2 separate regions of the Drosophila melanogaster genome follow, and region 1 is linked to region 2. A link is a contact called in public Hi-C data. All regions are on one chromosome and are shown on one strand. The core of a region is the stretch at or near the end of the contact, and the rest is flanking DNA. Distances in the headings are between cores, read along the strand shown.

Region 1 (5,304 bases), core at 1,800-4,299, 160 kb after region 2:
TAACTCAGATAAACTAAAACCAAAAACGAGCTATGAAATATCAAATACAAATTATCTACATAACAAATATAAAGCACATCAACTAATTTTTAATTTGAAACATACTTATGCCATTATTTAAAAACAAGCTACACTGATTATAGTTTAGTTTTGAAAGATGATTTCATGGATCCGTTGAGTTTCTCTGGATCCACGAATCAACGAAATTGTACATTCTATTTTGCTAAACACGCACTAAGACAAACAATTTTCCACTACCTCTTATTTCACTCATTCTACCCGAAACTACTATTCTTTCACTCTGTAAATTTCGCCTACCGATATTTGCATAAATTTCACGTAAAACACATCACACAAATTATGTATCTTGAATCTTACATTTTTGATTTTTAACTTTCGCCAATCTCGATGTAATCCAATTGCGTAAATAGAAAAACACATACGTGACAACGCCCCCGGCGCCGCCGCAGCCGCCTCCGCCACCGCCGGAAGTAAGTGCCAAAGCATCCATTTTGAAAAAAAAGAGAAAACACTCATTTGCATACCGAAAAATATGGAAGCAAACGTTTTATTTCCGTTCTATCGTTCGTTCATCACGTGCAAGTGTCTCACGTGTTTCTTTGTATATGTGTAACGTAATGATCACCTGCGTGATTGCCTCTATGCAATTGCGCTGTGCCGCTTACGTTACCGTCTTGCAGTTGGTTGTAATTTGAAAGTACAATGAAAATGCTTGTAAATAATTCACTTTGCTTTGCATTTGATGTCCTTTTTTCTCCCAACATACCTAACCCACTATCTGTCTGTTCTTCGCTCCTTTTGTATGCCAATTTTGTTTCATTTTTTATTTCAAATTTTTTCGCTTAAGTTCATTACGTTTCGTACTAAGCCCAATACGCATTTGCACATGAAATATTAAAAATATTTTTCTTGGTCTGCCATTGGTGTGTGTTTGAGCATTATGCCGAAGCCAATAAAATATTTTAAATATTTTATTAACTGCAAAGCAGGGCTAGCGAGAAAAACGGTTTCGACCAACAGAATTGCATTGAATATTTACAAGCATTTTCATTGCTTTGATTTGAACGACCCCTCCATGGCGTTTTGTGTAAGGATCCAGCGACTATACTGCAAGAACTGCCAGCTAAGCTTGAGCAATCGTGTGAACTGAGTGCCCATCCACATCAAATATACATGCCTAGGCGGAGAATGAGTGCCTACGAAATGAAATAACTTGATCTTTAATACCACTTATTTAAGGTATCACGTTGGGCGCCAGATTTGAGTAACTTTGGGCCCCACGTTGGGCGCCATATATGACAAAAATCATAAATTGCATAATTAGTGGCTGTTGTAAAATTAGAGAGGTTTAATTAACATACTATCGTCGAAGTAATTAGCATAAATCAGTGGCGAAACTCAACAAGTTTGCCAACCGCCAATTGAACTCAATTTACATTTTGTGAGCTCTCATTCTCTTCTATTTCAATTATCTCAATAAATTAGTTTCATAAGTTTTCATTTAGTTTCATACTTGATTTGTTGGCTTTGATTTTTTTATTTGTAGTCATCAACAAAAGAAAACAACAGACATATGAAACAATCAAACGATAAACTAAAAGAAAGTATGCAACATTAACTAACAACCAAAAACGAACCACCAACAGCAACCACAAAATAAAAAACATAACACTCAAACGCCAAACAAACACTCAAGCAAAATGCATTAATATAAAATAAACAAAATGGTATCAAGTTTTCCCAAAAGATTCTGTAAAGCTTACTTGCCTCTCATTCCCGTTTTCGATCTAGGAGCTCAACTTGATTCAATTGCGAAATTTGTTCCACAAAGTCAAACCAATCAAGAAGTAAACAAAAAATACGCTTGGAAAAATAAGACAAAAAAAAAACAAAGTATTCAAATAAAAAAAAATCAAATTGAATGTTTTACAAAAACGGCAAAATGCAAATAAAAAAAATTTTCCCTTTGACAATGCCGACCGATTCGCGTCGAGTCGACAGCCAAAGTGAAACTTTTGCCTTAAATTGAAATGCACATTTTAATTTCGGCCCGAAACCATTTTTTTGTGGAACATTCACATGTTGAAGCAAGCGCTAAAAACAAAAACAACCCAAGAAAACAAAACGAATAAGGTAGCAGAAAAGAAAAACAGAAAAAAAGAAATACCAAAACGTGTACACAGCATATATTTTGGCTGTGGGTTAAAAGGCTTTTTGGGTGGGAGTATTGTCGTTCTTTCGATTTGGGTTCTGTAAGTCAAAATGCAAATATATTTCCAGCGGTCTGGGTAAGTCAGAGTTGGCGTGATTCCTATAACAAATACAATTTATAAGTACAATGTAAGGAAATGTTTTTTCGTAGCTTAGAAAAGCCTTTGAATTTAGCAATGCCGGCCAAAAACCTAACCAAAATTCAGACCAAATTTCGAGCCCCACCTAGCTAAGCCAATAAAGCGCATTTCATCACCATCAAAAAGTATCTATTCAATTTTCGAAAATAAAGTATTAAAGTGTTATTTTGCCAACAAAATCAAACAAATTTGGCACGTATAACTATGCATACTTTTGGGGCACACTTAGCCTTGAATTATTATTATAAAGGCCCTTAAAAGTATGTATAAAGCCAGTACCGATAGGTTACACATTAAAATCATTTGTGTAAATTGGTTTATGATTTTTTTAAATCTATGTATGTCGACACATGTGGCACTCTTCTGGGAATATATCCGCTGCGAGCTTCAATCGTTGCTTTTTTATAATTTATTTAAGCTTGAATTTAAGCCCTTCTTTTCACACACACACGAGACAAGATTTCTATGGTTTCCTTTCTACTTTCTCTCCTACTTTCTCTTACTCAATGCGAAGCACGCACTAAAACTCCAAAATGAACACCGGAAATACACCCACACACACACTCGTACTCCTGTTAAACACTGTTTTCTATTCATTTCTTTCAAACGCAGGTACGCGACATTTAATTACACCTATTTCACCCCCAAAAAGAAATCAACCCAAAAGTATGCAACGCTTGCTAAAATGAAAATCAATGAAAAATTCAGATCGCCAATTAGGTACAGTCTAAATTTAAGAAGTCTAGTTATTGTGATCCATTACCGATTCTATTCCTCTATTGGTGTCTAAAATTGTAATCACAATGCTCTCTCTCTCTCTCTCTCTCTCTGTATCTCATTATATAATATGTATATCTCTCTCTCTTTTTTGTGCTGTGGCCCGTGCTCTGTGTGACTAAAAAAAACTTAGTAGCGTGCTAGGTTTAGTAGCTTAAATCCATATAAATATGTTTATCTATGTAAATGTGTGAGTGTGTGTGCGCGTGCAATTGTGTGTGTGCGCCAAATTGAACTTTAACATATTGGGACATAAAAACAGCCGGAATTTGAACAACAAACAAAACTATCGTATAATTTTCAACATTTTTTCCTCGCATGTTTGCATTACCTTGCTCGTCATTTTTTATTATATTTTCTGCTCTTCTCTATCTGTAAGTCTATATACCCTTCTCTCTGTCTATATATGCATATATATATATATATTTATATATGGAATGCAAATGTTATTCCGCTGCGTGCATTTTAATTGTCTTGTCGGTCTCGCTCTAATTTCGCTCAGTCAACTCTTTAATAAATTTATCTTGCAGTCTGTGCGTTTCTCGCATGCGCTTAATTACGAACAAGAAAAAAACATTATTTATTTTCCACTGTATATTTTATTTTTCCACACGTGGGTACCAATGGCCTGTCATTTAAAACGGATTATTGCATTGACAGCGGGGTATCTATCAATTTCTTTTTGTATAAAAATCCAAACCAACACCCTTTAAAATGCTTTGTGTAACCATCGAGCCTTTTGCTGACTAACCGCAAGCCAAAGCACAAGAGTGAGTTTATCAACAAGTATCTTTGAACTAAGCACTGCAATATGGCCTATTGACTAACCCACACATGCCTTAACAATACTAATACAACATATTTTCCAAATATTTTAAGTGGCTTGTGGTCATGGCAAAGTTTCTTGGAACCAGATTAAGGATAAACAAACTAATAATGTTTTCTTTGTGGTCTTTAATTTACCTACCTACCTAAAATACCTAAACTCAGAAAAAATTGAAAAAATACTTTGTAATAGATATCAGCCTATTGCTATAAAACCCTCTAAAAATTCTACAAAGCCAGGCTCAAAGTATGTGTATCATCAAACTCCAAGTCTTCCATCCCTGAAAACCCATTCGCAGACAAAATCCTAAAGCTTTTCGATGTGATTCTTCTCGCTCGCAACCTGTATACGTTCGTGTGGTAAGCTTAGCCCAAAACAAAAAGTAACAAAAATGGTGGCAGTAAGTAATCAATGGTAATTCGACAAGGACTTAATCAATTTTCGGTGGCTAATGAAAGGCCTTGGAATGTGGCAGCCGAGAATTGCACAATTTGTGGTCAGCACTCGTGTGTGCACTTGAAAAGCCCGACTTAAACTTGGCTTCTTCTGTCAACTTGACTTACTGCCATTTGTGGCTAAAAAGTTTCCCAGGCTGCCATAGACTATTTCCCCTATTTTTTGCCAAGAACAACAACTGGAAATGAAAGGAAGTCAGCGGGAATGGAAGGGGACGTAAGAGCTCCGGAAAAGGCGAAACTTTGCAGTGCAATGAAATGCAATCGAACGGAACCGAAAACCAGCGACATGCATTTTCCGTTCGTCCCGCTCCATTGTTTTCCACCCAAAAAAAAAAAAAAAAATATGAAGAAATGGAAGAGGAAAATTTGTCGAGTGTCGTTCGAGTGCCTCAGTGCTTGGCGCAGCACTTTAAGCACATTTTATTGCGAACAAATTATGTAGCATATTTTTCAGCGCTTTCTCCACAGCCCTTGGCTTGATTTATAGTGTCGTCGCTGAAATGTGAAATTGAGCGCAGAACAGACTGCTGATCGATGGCTTTTGCTATTTCCTTGACCCATCCCATTTGATTCTTCATAGGTTTTTTTCAAGAGCCGACACATGCATTCAATTAAACCGGGACTCTGGCAGACCGTTTGACATTTTCATTAGGCAAACAAAGGCAAAAGAAACGAACGCGGCTGCGACGTTTACATTTCATGGCCGGATATCCGGCTGCAAAAAGAAAAACCGAAAAGAAATGTCTGCTTCCGTTTGAAGTCCAAGTCCGCAAGACCGGTACTCACACACAGCCACACCACTGTTCACATTTAGCCGCAAAACGACTTTAATTTGCGGTGCCACTGGCGCTGTTTCTCCCCTTGCCTCTTC
Region 2 (5,814 bases), core at 2,748-5,247:
AAGGACTGGTTATATTTTTTCTGTAATTATTTATTCATGGGCAGACTGGATAATATTTCGTGTTGCAATCGAGACTCTTACCAAAGTTAGTCAACTAAAACTGATAATCAGCCAAAAAAAAAAAAACTAACTTTATTGTGCGATTTATTTACTGTCAACGCTCAGTTGTTATTAATTTTAAAAATGTATTTTCATTTATTGCAGCTGCCAATCCAAGCGCATCGAAACACATCGGTTAGGTTTTTTCTTAGAAAAGAAAACTCACAAGCATTTAATAATTTATTTGTATGATTTACCGCATTTGCAACTTAAACATATTATGGAATTAAGTAATGGATTTAAAAATTTAAATGCTTTAAGTATGATGGTTCTTAAAGTATTAAGCAGCTTAAACAAAATCAAAATGAAATTGCAAATCTCTGACAATTGTGCTTCAAAGTTTATGAATTTGTAGATATGTATAAATAAAATTTTGCACTAGCAGCTAATTCCGCATACCATATGTACAAGATGTATGAAAAATCCTGCAAATCATTCAATTAACTTTTTAGACCTTTTCGGTTAATTGAAATTCGGGCGCTGATCGCACGCACTTGATAATGGCCATAAAACATTTTCCCACAATTTTGATTGCAATTCTTATGCCATTTGTCAATATCAACAGATAATTCAATATATATTTAATTGACTCAATTGAATCAGTTGGCTGCGCCCCTCATAAATTTCAAAATCAGACCAATTATGCAAACCGATCGATCGATCGATCGATCAAAGAGGTGATCGCAACGGATGCATTGACTTTGAAATATGTTCATTGTGATATTGCCCCTCATCCGCAGTGGATCAATTTTTGGGCTGGTGAAAGCATTGTGTCAATTGAAGGTGATGCTTGCCCCAAGCGAATGCTATGCGAGATGCTTCACTTTGGGGCACGTTGATCAATCGAGCGATCGTGATCGCGATCGAGATGGCTCGCAATCGTTTATTGCCGCCTTGGTTCAATTAAATTGACCGTTCTGGTGACGTCGCACATGCAATAAACTCATCGGCGTGGGAGACCAGCCGCCTTCGCCGAGATCTCGATGGTCTTTAGTAGAGAAAGTGCCACTGCCACTGCCGCACAAGTGATGCGTGTATTGCCGCGTGCGGCAAGGTCGACCAGATGTCAATTGGAACGCCGCACGTGAAAAGTGGAAAGTGGCGAGTGGCAGTGGCAAGTGCGTGTGCATCGCCCAAAGAACAAACCATAAATGGATGCAACGTGCAATGTGCAGCAATGCAGCCGCTGTTACCTCTGCTAGGAATTTATGCTCTCCGCTTAAATAATTCACGCGGTGTGGGCTCAAGGACATTGCCACAAATAGCGAGAGCCCTCCGAAGTATGCAACGCCAGGAACACTCGCAGGCTATACAGTATATATACAGTATGAAAGCCGAAAATAAAATGCCATTTTAATTTCATTGCAACGCGCTTCACTAATTTGTTTTGCTTTCTGTTTTAGTTCCCTGACACTTCCACACCCGTAACCGCATTTCACGAGCCAAAAGCAGTCCAAAAAATTTTAAAAGCACTGCCAAAACATCTCATTTTTATTTGTCGTCCATTAAAATGCATTAAGTGCAACGCTGGATTTCTAACACCAAGGAAATGTGGACCGTTTTCAAGTGGTGTTTTCTCTTAAGCCGTCTTTTAACTTTTAAATTTGCACACTAAACATTCTAATGTACGGATATACACTTAAATTTCCTTTCTATGTGCTTTCCACTTTTTTTCAGAATGTGAATACAATTTCTTCTTGCCAAAAGCCGTTTCCAAACATACTTAAAATCCAATTAGCCTTCCTATTACCAAAATTCTTCCTGCTAGTTTGGCATTCATTTTTAATTTCCTTATTCCTGCTATACGGCAAAATATCAGATAGCAATTTGGTAGAAAAAAAGAATCGTTGTGCTCTGGGTAATTATGCGCTTATCTCTGCTTTCCATCCCCAACAAATTCTACCAAAGCTCGGTTTAATTTCATTAGGCATGCAAATCGCGCAGTTTTCGTCATCTGCCGATTGCGGCCAAGTTCTTTAAAAGAATTTCGAATAGGAATTTTCGATTGTTTCGCCGGAAAAAAAAAACCAAACGGTGGTGTTTTTCAATTGAAAGTATATGGAATTTTAAATACCTTTTCTTTAGCAGAAATTATGATATTGCAATTTGTTGAACCATAAAGAAATAGACAACTATTTTCAGTCAAGTTAAGTCTGTCTTAAAAAAATATGTGTAAAGTTATGTAAATTTAATTTTATAGAATGACAAAAATATAAAAATTCATTATAAAATGTGTACATGTTTTATATCAATTTTCTTTCAACGCTTGATACCACAATATGTATTGATTAAAGCCCAACTTTTCATATGTTTCAGCAATTTAAATAGTTTAAATAGCAAACTGCCCATAATGCCTAATATGCCCCATCAGGCGGAAGGCAAACCAAAATTTGAGCAAAAATCTCATTAAAAGTTTTCGGCATTCTTGGTTCGTCTTTGTTGCGTCTCGAATTTGGCTCACAGTTATTAGGCATAATCAGCCAGAAGTCGCGTGCTAACCTGTCCAGGACTTTTGAGCGGGTTTATCGGTGGCCATTCAAGCGTGCAGAGAAGGGGATGTGAGTGCGGGACAGACACAGGCTTCCCTATAATTTCACGTTTTATGTACTTTAATTTGTTTTGTTTTTGGTCGGCAGCCGGCGACTGAGAAACGCGTGCAGCAAACAATTTACAAATACGTTTGAGTCTAAAAAGTAACATGGTTATTAAACTAATTCGAAACCTTTGTGGTTATTTTTTGCGGTTTCAGAATATGAAACAGAAACGTGTGTTACTAGTCTGTGGTTGTATTTAATGATTACAAAAACGTGATCACGGAATTATATGCTGTTCTTCAAAAACATATATGATATACATATATTTTTTATATATTCATTATGAATTCCATATGCATTTATTGTACTTTTGTTGAAAACTAACAAAAGCAAAATTATATATTTTATGTTATATTTAAAGCCTAATTGGAAATATAAAATAAATGTATGCTAATTTGTTTTTCTTTAATATTTTCTCATGAATGTATCTTTTAAAAATGTTCTGAAATAAAAATTGTTTAATTTCTTTGTTTTGATCCTGTGTGGGGAAGTTTTGCAAAGTAAATTACAATGGAAAGAGGAAACGAAATACATTCTCATGGAACTTCTATGAAACAAAACGAGAAAAACACACCCAAATAAATACCTATTCAAATTGTTTTTAAACTTTTGCGGCTGCAAGTCGACGCTGTGCGATGGGCGAAAGTGATAATTTTAAAATTCAGCCGAGGAAAAGGCGCAGAAAAAGTGGATCGGGAAAGGGTGCTCCTAATTCCCTCGGCAGCTGGGTGCTGGGTGCACATGCCCCTGACATTTAAGCTTGATACGAGCCACTGGCTACAGGACGAGCAGGACGAGCTGGAGGAGCAGGGCAAGAACAACAACGTGCCACCGTTTGAGGCAGCCAATGTCAGAGAACGCCATTCGCTGATTGGCTGCGCCCGCTGCATGCTGCAATCGGAATTGTTTTTCGCCTGGCCTGGCTTGGCCCGTGTTTTCGTTACGTCCTGCAGGATTTCTCCAGGACTTGTCGCATTCTCACCTGGACTTTTGGCGCTACATTTGATTGAAGACTGACGTCTGTCGTTTCGCTGCTTAATGGATTTTCCACTGACTTCTCACACAATCGAATCACTTGGCATTTTGTTTGTAAATTGCGCTTTCTGCGTTACAACTTTGCCCGTTTTGGGTCACACACACACGTATCTATTTGGGAGCATCCTTTTTTTTTATTTGATTTTGGTGCAGGTGCAGATGCTGAGTGTTTGCATTAGTTTTCACCAAAGATCTCCAGGTAATAATCACGGACCACAAAATTTCCAAGCTCTCGTTTTTCTGTCGAGTCCAGAGTCTGTCGCCCAACTGAAATTGTCGAGCGAGTCGGCAACGTAGAAAAGCAGAAAAGCTGCCTCACTTTCGTGCATGTGTGTTGGTGTGCGAGAGCGTGAGAGTCGCCTGCGTGTGTGTATTGGTGCCAGGAGCCACGTGAACGTGCGTCAGCTGTGCTGGGCCAAAAAACCAGCATAATTGCCTCTTTGAGTCGCTCTCAAAGCTCGACTCTCCGAGCTTCACGTCACCTGATGTGGCGTCACTTGATTCTATTTGTTTTCGTGTTGTTGTTTGTTGCAAAAAGCCGGTTTTTCCTCCCCGTTGAACGGGTGTCCTGGTGCAAGGAGTCACATTAGGACCCACTCGCTTTGCAACAACAATTCGCAGGGTAAGAAGTCCGCGTAACGCTACTTCACTTCCAGCCAGGTGGGCTCACAAATGATGGATGAATCATTTGTCGGTGGCGGGTATTTTGCGCGAATTGCCGAAAATCGATTCAGGGCGGCATACCGAAAAGGATGGAGACCTCAATTGATTTTGAGGTGTTTTGAAGAACAAGAGATTTTGTAATCCAATTCAGGACAAAATGTATTTATTTAACAGAGAGACTTATTGTTTAACTAATTCACATGTTCCCACTTACGTTTTATGAATAATATTTAAGAACTCCATATAAGATTTTCTATCTTATAACTTAAATTAAAAATAATATATTTTAAGGACATAACCATAAGGCTTTTTTTTAAATATTTGAAATATAAAATTAATAATTTAATTGAATCATAATATAAATAAAGATCTATTTAACCTTCTAGTCTTGAAATTGAGATGACTGTGGAAGTATCAAGCGACGCCTTGAGCCTCTTCCGTTTAGTTAGACACAGAGGCGTCAGCTCTCCCGAACAGGACCCTCAATGGTCGTGCTCTCCGGCTCTCCGGATGTCGCATTCTCTCGCGCCAAAGGATGCCGTGCACCTGCCTCAATGTGCGTGCTCAATGAAAAGCTTGGCCAAGCGAGAGAGCGAGCTCTCCGCTCAGAGAGTTGATGTAACCGAGCTTTTTTTGGCTCGGACCATGCAGGACGCTTCCTGTATGTGTGTGTTTTTTTTTTGCGATTTTTTTTTTTTTTTTGCTCACGGGGGGTGGCGCCTTGCTTTTGCGGCCGCTGAAGGCCGTCGCAATCACTTTTTATTAGGAAAGGTTAGTTGTGGTTGCTGCTGTTGTCGTTGGCCCGGTTGTCTGTTAAGCAGACAAAAGCTGCGCGCTGTGCTTTTTGCGTAAGGCGTGGGCGTGGCACTCTTGCGGAGTTGCAACAACGAAAGTTGCAACTGCGAAGAGGAACCAAGGAAATGTAATCACAATAGTCAAATAAAGCTGGCCAACAAAAGGATTGTTTACCCGCCGCCAGAGTCTGTAAATGGAAGTGAAAGTTGTGTACACTTTTTGATGGGTGCTCTTACTTATACTAAATTTCCTGATTTCAGACATTGATATTTTCCCTTAGATTTGAGGCTACACATACAATGATGAAATCAATAATTATTTAAATAAATGCATTATATACATTTAATATACATAACATACATATACATAAAAAAATGGAACATATTTTATGGGAATTAAAACAAAACCTTCAACATTCATTGTAGGTTGCCCATTAATGAAAGTACCTAAATATTTTTATATTACATATATATTTTCCCATCGTACCAGTAATTTCCTCAGACCATTTTAATTTTATTTTAAATACAAATTGAAACAGAAGCTTGTTCGATTTTAAAATTGTAATAACGTAACGACCATTTCATCTTACGTATACGTGATATGTTTGAATGACTAAAGCTTTTCGCAC

What was found. A called contact is a pair of places that touch in the nucleus more often than the background predicts.
Region 1: a contact with region 2 is called in a Hi-C map of the S2 cell line, with 2.9 times the contacts expected there. A contact is called at or near these places in 21 of 107 Hi-C or Micro-C datasets (the Kc167 cell line, the PNm cell line, the S2 cell line and 7 more).

The regions. Positions count from the first base shown.
Region 1 is chr2L:13,486,487-13,491,790 of dm6, forward strand. All of the region lies in intron 4 of CG42784, which reads left to right. All of the region lies in intron 2 of CG46308, which reads left to right. Among named protein-coding and RNA genes, the nearest start is that of CG46308, 27 kb to the left of the region's middle.
Region 2 is chr2L:13,327,124-13,332,937 of dm6, forward strand. It overlaps hbt (headbutt), which reads right to left and starts at 3,998. Exons shown (of 6, transcript NM_135791.3): 1 at 3,676-3,998.